Regions from separate parts of the Ovis aries genome. Here region 2 is linked to region 1. A link is a contact called in public Hi-C data. All regions are on one chromosome and are shown on one strand. The core of a region is the stretch at or near the end of the contact, and the rest is flanking DNA. Distances in the headings are between cores, read along the strand shown. Region 1 has its middle 15 kb from the start of TRNAW-CCA. Region 2 has its middle 39 kb from the start of ALOX5AP.

Region 1 (6,049 bases), core at 1,047-3,546:
TGATTTTTGCCGATAATACTGAGATTTGAGGGGTCACTGGGAAGGGAAGACACTCAGGGTCTTGCCACTTTGTTGCCCGCTGTCCATACTCCCTCCTCCTACTCTTTCTCAGCCCCATCATCCCCTCTGCCAGCCAACTCCACCCACGCTCACATCTTCATCAGCAACTATTTTCTCTCCCTCTGGCCCTGGCACCAGCTGATGGGCACCCTACCCTTGAAGCCAGCCATTTACCCAAAGTGAGGCAGTGGAGCATTTCCCCATGAAACTGGCCACTCTCCTTCTTGGACACCAGGATTAGGGAGCCATTGCTCCTTCTCCCCCACTCCCTCCAACCCCCATCCGGTGGGGGAGATGCTGTCCATGTCAGGCAGGCCCCTGCCTCTCCTTCCAGGCTGGCCGGTGTGGTTCGGAGGTCTCCTGACCGAGAGGGTTCATCAGCCCAAGCGCCTCCTTTCAGCTAGCTCTCAGCTCTGGCACTGGTTTTATAAATAAGTTTCTTATTTTAATTATGAACCTACACAGTGGAATGAGATGATTAAATGAAGAGAAATCTGAAATCACTTCCGATCTGGGTGAAGTAAACAAGTGCCTGTGTCTAAGACTGTTCTGCAAATAGAACATAAGCGTGACATAAAGGACAGTCTTTGGGTCCCCCTCCCCCGAGCTGCTGTTGTGCTCCATGTCTGAAGATGTTTCCTTTTTTCGTTCTTTGCTCTAGTTACGAGGATCCTGACAAGTGCCTGCTTCTCTATGGTGATGATCAGGTAGGTGTGGAGGGCATGAGGGGGCAGTCGTCACTGATTCAGGGGCCAGACGACCATGTGCTGTCCTTTCAGGGAGGAGCAAAGGGGGGGGAGGCAGGTGGGAGGATCTGTTTCTGGAAGGTGAGGCACAAGTAGAGGAAAGAGAAGAGGAAATGCAGCGTTATGGCAAATGCACGAAATTCTGACAAGTGACATGTCTGAGTGCCGGCCTCTGCCTGGTGCTGTGCTTGCGTCTTCAGTCCTCACACCACCGCCATCTGGCGACGTTCCTACTGCCATCTGTGATAGCGGGGACACTGAGGCACAGAGCAGTCACATGGGCTCTCCAGGCTATGTGCTGCTACGGGCCGACACAGCTGGGATTTGAACCCAAGCAGCCTAATCCCGGCCGGCATTTAACCACTGTGCTTTACTGGCTTTCAAGTAAAACGAAAGGGATGTTCCAGGTAAATGTGTGAAGAAACAGGGCTGAGAAGGAAGGAATCACTCAGAAAGCTTTAAAGCCGGAGCACAGCGGGAAACACACGTCTGGTTTAATTCCCATTAGTCAGGGGAGGCTCCTGTTAATCAGGGCCAAGGGGAAGGATGCGGGAGGGAGGAAACCTTTCTCTGGATTTTGCCTCACAATTAGAAATAAGGCTTAAATGCAAATTCCGGTGGGAGAGGAGACCAAGTGATGTAAACACAACCGAGGTGGATGGTGTGATGTCCTAGAATCTTTTTGAAGAGCATGTTGGAACAGGACAAAGACGACCATCAGGAGGGTGCCAGATACTTGGATCGGCGGTGGGACTGAGGAAGAAGGGAGAGGGACCCTGGCCAACTCTGAAATCCAGCTAGTTTCAATTTCAAACTTTGCCTATATGTGGCCTTTCTATTTTCCTTAGAGCCTTTGAAGGCAGATTTTTTTTTAAAAAAACTGAGCACCCAGGAGAGGGCAGGTGGGTGATTCTGCAGTCCAGGGCCCTGCACGGTGGGAGCAGGGACTCTGCACTCCCAACTGCACGCCCCGACTCCAGGGGGCGCCATTCACACAGACTGCGGTATGCATGATCTGGATCCCTGGATATGCACTGCTGCAGCTTCCAAGGCCTGGAATTTCCCCCAGCGGACACTGGCACAGGGATGGGATGGGAGAGGGAACCCCACCCCACCCACACCCCCACGATGCGTACCGGCACCCCGGTGGTCACCAGCCCCAGGCGATTGTTAAATGCAGCTCCCCGGCTCTGTCTGTCCACCGCGCTGCAGTCCTGGGTGCGGTCCAGCCGGGTGACTGGCAGCAGTCCAACAGAAGCCAGGGAGGCAAAGCCAGGGCCCCATCCAGGCAACACTGCCTGTTCATTACAATGCAAGTTCATTGGTGAAAATGCAAATGATCCATTTCACTTCATCCTCCTGACAGACTGTGCTGGTAGCAATAACGGGCTGCTCCTTGCACCTGTCATCACTGCGGCACTGCTCACTTTGTGTAAAAGGCCTGCCACACTTCAGGTGTATATATAGCAACCGTCATTAACGCTGCCTGGGGGAAACCCGATCATTCACTGCCCCCTAGTGGACCGGAAGTGAATGACCCCATAGACTGTTCCTTTGATTTAGGTTCCAAGCAAATCAGAGTTGCATTTTGTTTCAGGAATAGATTGCAGAGTATGCTGCTTTAGTCCTTGTAGCTCGTGGTTATGGTTCTTAACAGCACTTTAATAAGATAAAGTGTCAATCATGGGTGGCTCTTTGTGGAACTATGTTTGAATGTTTAAAAGTCTGGACATTTTTCAACAGTATTGAGCCTTCACTGGATGTTCATTAAAAAAAAAACAACAACACGAATTTTCTCTAGGCTGATAAAAAGCTTACAGTGAAGATATCATTAAGGAGCTCACCTTGCCATCTCACAAAATTATGAGTTGTGCCCAAGAGAGAAATTAGTTTATATATGAAGCAGATGCACCGACTCTGGCTGTTTTATCACTTAAGGTCCCCTAAGCACCCTTTGTCGGCTTTCAAGGTCTTCACATTTTGCCTACTTCTTGATGGGCAAGTATCCTTGGAATCAGGGACACAGTCAGCATAAAGGAAGCTACTGAGACAAAGACAAGGGAAACCTGGTTTATCATTGTCATACCACAAAGGCTGCCTTGATTAGTGACTGACTATTCTTGGGCTTCTTTCTTTGCTACATCTCGTCTAGGATCACGCACTTAAAGATCATTTAGAAATACTCGTCAGTGTTGCATTCAGCGTACTAAGAAACATGGTTTTTTAAATTTTTTTCCTTGAAGCATAGATGATGTTCTCTGCTGTGCCTATCTCTGCTTTACAGCAAAGTGACTCAGTTGTACACATATAGGCATTCTTATTTTTATATTCCTTTCCATTATGGTTTCTCACAGGTATTGAATAGAGTTCCCTGTGGTATACAGTAGGACCTTGTTGTTTATCCATCCTATATATACTAATTTACATCTGCTAATCCCAAACTTCCAATCCTTCCCTCCCCTACCCACCTCCCACTTGGCAACCACACAACTGTTCTCTATGTCTGTGAGTCTGAAGAAACTTGTTTCCTAAGGAGGTGAATAATCTACTTTTATACCCTTTCTGAGCTATTTGAGTATTGTAAGGACTTGAACAGATTGGTGACTATCTTGAAGTTCAGTGAAATCATTTCTTTGAAATTTTGGCATATCTACTACTAGAATATTATAGATACCAGAATAGCTCCCTTTCCATAACCTGGACTCTTGCCACAAAGACCTCCATTAATAAAGTCTAGGCCAGTCATGTCCAAAGCCATCTCTGCTATATACAGATTAGCTTTCTACCTGTACATCTAGAACAATGCTAGTCATGTGCCATCCTTGGGAGAACTGAAAGTAATAGTCCCTTGCTTATTGGTACAAATGAGGAAACTGGGCAGTTACCTGAGATGGTTACCTAAGAAGTGGTATCTGGGTGAGATTCGTATGGGGGTAGTGATAAATTCCCCCCTAGGACAGTCCTGTTCATTGAGCTTATTTATTTCGGACTGACTCTAGGGTAGGCATAGTCCTGATAACAGGAAATCTCTAAGAGAGAAAAGCGCTGGTAAGGAAGCTTTGGTGTGCAGACACAGAGCAGAACTCAAAATTTTCCCTGTCTGTGTAGATCAGAATCCACAGTAAGTGAAGTGCTTCGGAGTTCTTCCTAAGCAGGCTGTAGTTTCCCTGAGAATGTCACAGGAAGAGCTGCTGGTGATTCATCAGGTTAAACTTTTCCTCCTTAGTCAGAAACAAACAGCTATCCAGTGTGGAAGCCCAGAGGGTTCTGGGACCCAGAGGGAGGGGGTGAGGGTAAGCAGGCCTGTTTACTGACTGCACAGTACGTTCCAACCATGAGACCTGAATGGCTGCTGAAGAACATAGTGAAAGCCTCAACCCATGGAAACTTTCAATCCAGTAATAAAAATTAAATAGGCTTGGGGTAGAACTTACCAGAGAGAAATAGGTCAGTAGAGCTGATTCCTGTAGGTCCTCATACCAGTCCAGTGAAGCACTGTGGCTGCCTCTTTAATTAAAGCTGGGCAAGATGCCCATCAAGTGGTTCCATTTAATTTTGGCTGACCTAGTTTAAATCAGTCAGTCAACATATCTTGTGGACCCAGAGGTCCCAGAGCAAGGTGGTCATCTGGTCTACCCCCCAGCCTACTCAGCCAATATCTTTGATATATCATCTCTAAAGAGGTGCTTGAGCCAGGACTGAATTAGGTGCTAGAGGCAGGGAGATGGGAAAGCAGAGTGGGGTCGTAGGTGAAAGCTAAGAATATTCTTTCATTCACATTGGAAATTTGACAACCTAATTAGAAAATCCAAAGTAAAATACACGGGAAATGATTATGAAGTACTTTGGCCACCTGATAGGAAGAGTCAACTCATTGGTAAAGACCGGGAAAGACTGAGGGCAGGAGGAAAAGGGGACAACAGAGGATGAGATTGTTGGATGGCATCACCGACTCAATGGACATGAACTAGGGCAAACTCCAGAAGACGGTGAGGGACAGAGAGGCCTGGCATGCTATGGTCCATGGGGTCACAAAGAGTCACATACGACTTGGCAACTGAACAACAATGAAAAAGAAGACGAGTGGAAACTCAACCAGTATTTCTGCTCTCTGACCTTATCCTGGTGCTTCCTCCTATGATGATCACCTGCCTCCGGGCATGTGGGAGGTGGGTGAAGTGGTTCAGCAGGCGGAAGTGCACAGCGAGAGCCCCCATCTCTGGCTGGCTGTCGTTCAGCCTAGAAGCTGGCTTTCCTCGGGGCTGCACACACGCCCTGCTACCGCATCTTCTCCAGCTGGCCTCTGGCCAAGCTGCCTCATTGGTAATACCAAGCAGGTTTTCTGTACGAGTTTCAAAGCTGCTGTTGCTGCAGTAAGTGTAACCTGGCCTTTCATGTCTCAGTCTAGACAGATGCCGGATTGAATAAAGGCATCCTCCAAGCCCCGTGTCGCACTGGCCATCTGGAATGTAGCCGACCACTCATTTAGCAAATTGCTCTGTTTAAATGCAGCTGCTGTGTCTCAGCGTTTCTGCTCCTGACACAGATCGCATGATTCCTCTGCCTTCGTTTGTCTAGCCATTCCTCTCAATCTGCCTGGGAACTTAAAGAGCCTGTTAATGTCTGACAAGGCACTTGACCTGCAAGATTTCCAAGCCCAGGAGGAGCGTTACTTGTTGTGCTGGGCCATCCTTTCCTCAAAAGCAAGGGCACCTTGCCTGTGCGCCTCGCCTTAATGAAAGCCACCTTTACTAAGAATCCTTTATTAAGCTCCACAGGGCCCAGCTACCCAACACTGTAAATATTACCCTTTAGAAATGCATCCCCGAGGCCCGGTGCAGGCAGCTGGCCCAGGAGCAAGTCGGGAGGTGACCTCAGACCTCAGATCTCTGTGGACAGAAGGGTGTTGTTTGTCAGCCTGCTGCCTCTCCTTTTGGAAAGAGGGATTACAATCATTAGCAGATAATGTCAACAAAGCCCCTGAGATGATTTGAATAAGAGTTGGAAGCAAAATGATTTCAGACTAGCAATGAGCACTGAGTGCTCAGGTTTGGTTTTTTTTTTTTTTATACCTTGATTTTTTTTTACCAAAGGAAAAATAAAAAACGGGACCACCAAAGCTAAGTGGCTTATTGTCAGTATGTCACTGGTCACTGTAGCCTGGTCTTTATTGTCATCTGCTATTTATCGAGCAAATAATCCTGGTGTGACCACTGCTTTCTTCAGCTGCTTAACTCGATTGG
Region 2 (6,049 bases), core at 2,198-4,697, 190 kb before region 1:
GGGCATGGCAGCCCACTCCAGTATTCTTGCTTGGAGAAGCCCTGGGACAGAGGAGCCTGGCAGGATACAGTCCATGGGGCAGAAGAGAGTTGGACATGACTGAGCACACAGCCTGATGGGGGTTGGGAGGGCCTTGGTATCGGTCTATGACTTTGGAGGGGGTCTCCAAGGCTTTCACCACGGGGTCTGAATTGGTTCAGCCAGGATCCAGCTGCCCATTGTAAGTCATCTTCCTAATGGAGGCTTGAAGCAGATGCTTCATTTCCTCTTCCCCAGACAGACATATTGAGTTGGGTCTTTTAATCTAAAAACTCAGCACCATTGTCCTAATTTATAGAAAATATGTCAGGCAAGAAAAATCACATTCATAAGAAGTCCATTGATTCTTTGTATTTCCCAGTGTAGGACCTTATTCAAAGAATGGGATGGCTCCTCATAGGTGAAAAATAAAAACCCAGGTCTTTTTCTTACTGTTTGTTAAGGAAATGGACTTGAAGGAATTTTCCTGATAATGACCTTGCAATCCTTCCAGACCTGAAGGGATTTCCAACTTTATATGGTTCCTGGCTGTTTGAAAAAATAACCTATTCCCATATTTATTTATACCAAAGCAAAATGATTATGTTTGCCTTCCTTTGGTGAGGTATTGACAGAACAGATAAGTGAGATATCTTACTGTCACTAAGGGCTTCTCTGGTGGCTCAGATGGCAAAGAATTCACCTGCAATGCAAGAGACCTGGGTTTGATCCTGCAGTCAGGAAGATCTCCTGGAGAAGGAAAAGGCAACCCACTCTAGTTAGCATTCTTGCCTGGAGAACCCCATGAACAGAGGAGCCTGGTGGGCTATCGTCCATGGGGTCAGAAAGTGTCAGACACGACTAAGCAACTAGACACGCACTGTCACTAAAAACCAAACTGACTTGAAAAAGAAGACAAGTAGAAATAGAGGAAGTAAACTTTCTGAAAAAGTACTTTATCCTTCTATCTTCCTTCTGAGGTCTCTTGAGTCTTCCTGAAACAGTATTTCAGGAATTAGTACAAAAAGAAAATACATGGTTTCTTTGATCTCAAGTTTATCTTTAGAATTGCCTAAGATTTTTTATAGAAAAAGGTGTAAAGATTTTGCAAAAACTTGAAGCATATTGCCCAGCAATCCGCTACCTTACCACCTGGCTTATACTCTAGAAGAGAGGCTAAACAAAGTAAATGCCTGACTGTCCTTTGAGGCTCATCGACCCCTTATACCAAGAATTCCTGTGAATACTGGAGGTTTGCTCCTTATAATATGAGAATTTGGTTCTATTAATGCAGAAATCCATGAATTTCTTACTCTAATACTGAGATGTGCAGAATTGAAAACTATTTCGGGTTAGTAGATCAGACCTGAGAGAGAAATTGGTGTGGAAATCGATTTTTCCAAAGCCTCCTCATTTCAAATGCAAAACTGCTTTTATCTGGTTACTTCTGGGGAAATAACCGCTGGGAGGTAATGAATGGGAAGAGACATGGAGATATCTAGGCTCCGTGTTGGCGCTAATTCCCCTGCCACCACCAGCCCTAGGGAATGCTGGGCCTGAGTCTGAGCTCCAGGGAAAAGTCTCCTCCTGCAGTCAGCCCGTGGCCAGTAGGCATCAGGGTCACTTGCTCAGAGGTTTTCACGGTTGTTGCTGCTTCATGCTCATCCTCTTGATCCCCAGGTTCCTTGGGACCCTCAGTCCCTACACATATATGAACCCCAGCAAAAAGGGAGACATTTCAGGCTGGAAGACAGTAAGATGGCCTTTCAAAATGAATGGCTTCCTCCTTCTTCCCACACTTAGAGCATCTCCATTCCCCACTATGTCTCCTCTAAGTATTTCATTTCTGTTTATACCCAAGCTCCACAACGAGACTGTAAATTCCATGAGACAGAAGCCTTTCTCTCGCCTTTCTCATGTGTTATTTCAGCCACAAGCTGTGAATACAGCAGACGCCCACTGAGGACTGATGGATTAATTCCTCCCTTTGATGTGGCAGGAGATTTTGTGCATGTTGTATTTCCCTTAGCAGATGGAAAGCTTCATGAGGACGGGAAGTAGTATGAATCATTTTTGCATTTTGTACAATATCCAATTTAATTATCTATCAGAATAAGTGGAGAGTCTGCAATATATAAGGAAGTGATGAGTGGACCGAATTGAGGGAGACTGCACCAGATCAATTTCTAATTTTGAGAAATGGGGAAGGGGCGGTTTTTAGTTTTTCTTCCTGTCGTGGGAGTATTTCCCTGACGTGGTTTGATCGTGCTCGTCTCTCGGAACACTTTCTTCATTTGACTTCTTGCTTCATCCTGTCCCTCCCCAGCCTCTGCAGGGTTGGAGGTTAGCTACTCTCAAGAAGGAGAGCTCAGCCTGGGGGGAGAATCTCCTGGATGTACTCTTACGTCTACGCCGAATTCCTTGGGGTGCTTATTCACATTGGTCAATTTCTAAAAACAATTTTCCTACTGAAAAAGACCCCTTCTTTTAAAAAAAGAAAAACCCGGTTTAAATCTCCAATTTCCCCCATCTCCACTTAGCATGTCCACAACAAAATTCCTGATGTCCCCAACCCTCAAATCACCTCCCCCCACCCCACCCCACTCCCACGGTCCTCATCTCAGTAAATGGCAACTCGGTGCTTACTTCTCAGGACGAAGCCTTGGGATCACCTTTCACTCCTCTTTCTCTCATTCTGCACATCCTCTCCTTAGAAGACCCTGTTGGTTTTTACCTTCAGAAGAGAGACAAACTGGGCCATTTCGTTCCCTCCACCACCTCCACTCTGTTTGAAGCTTCCACTCTTACCACACTGTAAACTCCTGAAGGTGCAGACCTGGTCTGTTTTGTTCATCTCTGTATCTTCAGTTCCTGAAACATTGCCAGGCACATAGTAGGTGCTCAGTCACTATTTAGTCCATCTTCCCTGGATGTTTGCAGTAATCCCTTAACTCTGGATTTCTCAACCTTGGCACGACTGACGTTTGGAGCTGGATAACTCTCTGTTGGGGGAGCTTCGTGTGCAGTGCAGGAGGGTTGGCAGTGTCCCTGACCGATCCTCACCCAGCTGCCAGTCGTCCACTCCCCTCCTCCCCAACTTGATGACCTAAACCTGTGTCCAGATGCTGTTGGGTGTCCACTAGGGGGGCAGAACCACCGCCCTGGCCGATCTTCCCCTTGCATGCTCGTCCCCTGCAGTCCCTGAGTAGCCAGAGTGACTCTTGAAAACTGTCAGTCAAACCACGGCTTCCTGTTGATTCAGAGTGAAATCCCAACACCTCACAGCATCTGCAAGTCCTCTCTCTTCCCTGACCCTGGCCCTGCCCACTGCAGCCCTGTCTCAGACCCAGTCCTGCTGGTCTCTGGACATACCACGCACGTTCCTGCCTCTAGACCTCACCACTTGCCATCCGACAGCCTGAAACCCTGCTCTTGGGCTCCCTCTGGAGCCCATGGAGCTTCTGCTCTATCCTCAGCTCCTGCCCCTCCCTTTCTCTGTGCCTCTGCTCTTCTCACCGCCTCTTCATAGACAGATGCACCCAGAATGGTGCCCGGAGGTGTTGGGTGTTGGGTGAATGGCCATGGATGGGTGGGTGGACACTGAAGACTGCTTCTATCCCGGGTCCTCCTCCACCTTCTGTCTTTGGCTCGCTCCTAAGTCTTGCCAAGTCACTCCCTGGTTCTGTTTCCTCTTGACTCTGAAATATGACCAGAACTCAACAAATGGAATAAAGGAAAGAACACGGACAACCGAAAGCCTCACAGGGAATACCTTCCAGAACCCGGGTCCCTTTGTGTCCCCCCATACCATGTGCGTGCTCAGCTGTGTCCGACTCTTCGCGACCCCGTGAACTGTAGCCTGCCAGGCTCCTCTGTCCGTGGGACTCCCTAGGCAAGAATGCTGGAGCAGGTTGCCATTTCCTTCTCCAGGTGATCTTCCCAACCCAGGGATCGAACCCGGGCCTCTTACATCTCCTCCGTTGGCAGGTACGTTCTTTCCCACTAGTGCCACCTGGGTTTTTGTGTCCCAGGGTTTGGGTTTATTTGGAGTCATCAGCACAGCTTAGTGAGTGTGGAGGTGCATTGCCAGGGTCCATCCAGTCATCCTCTGACCCCGTGTGTGCTCATGGGCAATGACATCTTCTATCTGTGCCCCAGGCCCTAACCTCTGACATAGGATGATGATATGACAGAATTCCCAGGGCTGATGTGAGGATTAAGGGACTGAATCACACATGTAAAGTGCTTAGCCAGGTAGTGAGCCCTGGATAAATACTTGTGCCAAGTCTGTGTATGTGAGGATTTGGTGCCTGGTAATAAGACGAGCTTCCAAAACTTTCTGTAAAACCTTCGTTCAGTCAGTCTACAGGCATGGACAGCCTGCCATGTGCCGTGTTGTTCCAGGTGCTGGGGAAATGGGTCAAATAGGACAAACAGTGTCCCTGTCTTCTTGGAGTTTGCATCCTGTTTTGAGGATATAGCCAACAAGCAAAAAAAAAAAAAAAGATCAGATGGTAGTAAGTGCTATGATAAAAATAAAACAGGGTGATGGGGGAGAATGGCTACCTGTATATGTATGGCTGAGTCCCTTTGCGTCTCACCTGAAATGACCACAACATTGTTAATCGGCTATATTCCAATACAAAGTAAAAAGTTTAAAGTTTGGAAAAAAAAAAAAAACAGTGTGATAACATGGTGAGGGATGAAGGGAGAGAGTTGCTTTAGGTTTCATGATCTGGACAAGTAACTTCGAAAGGCAGTTTTTGTGCTGTATTCTGCATGAGAGCAAGGTAGGAGCCAGGCAAACACCAGGGTGTCAGGATTTTCCAAGGACAGTAGCCAGCTCATGCGGAGCCCTAAGCAGGGGTGGAGCTTCATGTATTTGAGGATCAGAAAGAAGGCCAGGGTCAGTGGGGTGGGTGGAATGAGGGTGATGGGGCTACTGGGAGGGAATGAAGTCAGAGAGACGGAGTTGGGGGGCACCAGAGACCACAGTGGAGGGATTGGCTGTTTTGTTCAAGGGCTGGGGACTCACTGGAAGGTTTACAGCAAGGAGATGGCGTTTTCCAAAAGCTCCTCTGGTTACTGGGTAGGGAACAGACTGCAGAGGGGCACACGTGAAAACAGGCTCCTACGGGGCACTGTGACAAGGAAAGCATGTGAGCGGGGGGCGCAATGAGGGTGGAGGTCCTGTCTGTGAGACACTCAGAGGCTCTCAGTCCTCCCGTGGACAGACGGCGTCAGCACCCAGTGAGGCTGTGGCACAGGTACCTGACTTGTCCTCTCGACCTCGAGGGAGCCGGACTTAGCGCTTCCGGCCCCTTGCATTTTTTCTCCCCAAGAAAATTGTTTAAAATGTATTTCCTTTTAATTGGAGGATAATCGCTTTACAATATTGTGTTGGTTTCTGCCATATATCTGCCATGAATCAGCCACAGGCATCCATGTGTCCCCTCCCTCTTGAACCTCCCTCCCACCTCCCACCCCTAAGAAGATTTCCATGTAAAATTATAATGTGATCAGTATCGGGAAAAAGAGTGACGCTAGACTCCCTTTACTTCTAGAACTTTCTCCCATGGCTCCCGGGACTAATAAGAAAATAAACTAAAATAGTGTTGAATCTAAAGGGAGAAAAAAGCATCTTTACAATCACTGACCAAGAATTCTGTGCTGACAATGGATTTGTTTATTAAATAGCAAGTTTTTGACAGTGACAATAACTACATGTAGAAAACGTTTGTTTTAAGAATCTTGAAAAAAATACACAGAGACTTCTTCCAACGGTTATAAGCAGAAAGACTGCTTGTTCTCCCTATTTTATAAATTCTCTTCTAAATAAGAGTGTACGTTTCACATTTAATAAACAGTCACTGGGTTGGAAGGATTTCTTTTCTGGATCTAGCAGTGGTGGTGGTTTGGTGGCTATGTCATGCCCTAATCTTGTGAGCCCATAGGCGGTAGCCTGCCAAGTTCCTCTGTCCATGGGATTTCCCCCTAGTAGACCAAAGGCCAAAGGGATTTTTTAGTTTAG

Evidence for each region. Hi-C and Micro-C count contacts between places; a contact is called where the count stands out from the background.
Region 2: a contact with region 1 is called in a Hi-C map of hypothalamus, with 2.5 times the contacts expected there. The contact joins two enhancer-like sites. A contact is called at or near these places in 2 of 16 Hi-C or Micro-C datasets (hypothalamus and skin fibroblasts).

Annotation. Positions count from the first base shown.
Region 1 is chr10:30,198,483-30,204,531 of ARS-UI_Ramb_v3.0, reverse strand. No RefSeq gene overlaps it. Among named protein-coding and RNA genes, the nearest start is that of TRNAW-CCA, 15 kb to the right of the region's middle. Within about 2 kb of position 2,296, at least 15 of the 54 cell types and tissues checked have an H3K27ac peak or open chromatin away from gene starts, as enhancers often do. A contact at or near this core is called in hypothalamus, where this site is marked.
Region 2 is chr10:30,394,084-30,400,132 of ARS-UI_Ramb_v3.0, reverse strand. No RefSeq gene overlaps it. Among named protein-coding and RNA genes, the nearest start is that of ALOX5AP, 39 kb to the left of the region's middle. Within about 2 kb of position 3,447, at least 8 of the 54 cell types and tissues checked have an H3K27ac peak or open chromatin away from gene starts, as enhancers often do. A contact at or near this core is called in hypothalamus, where this site is marked.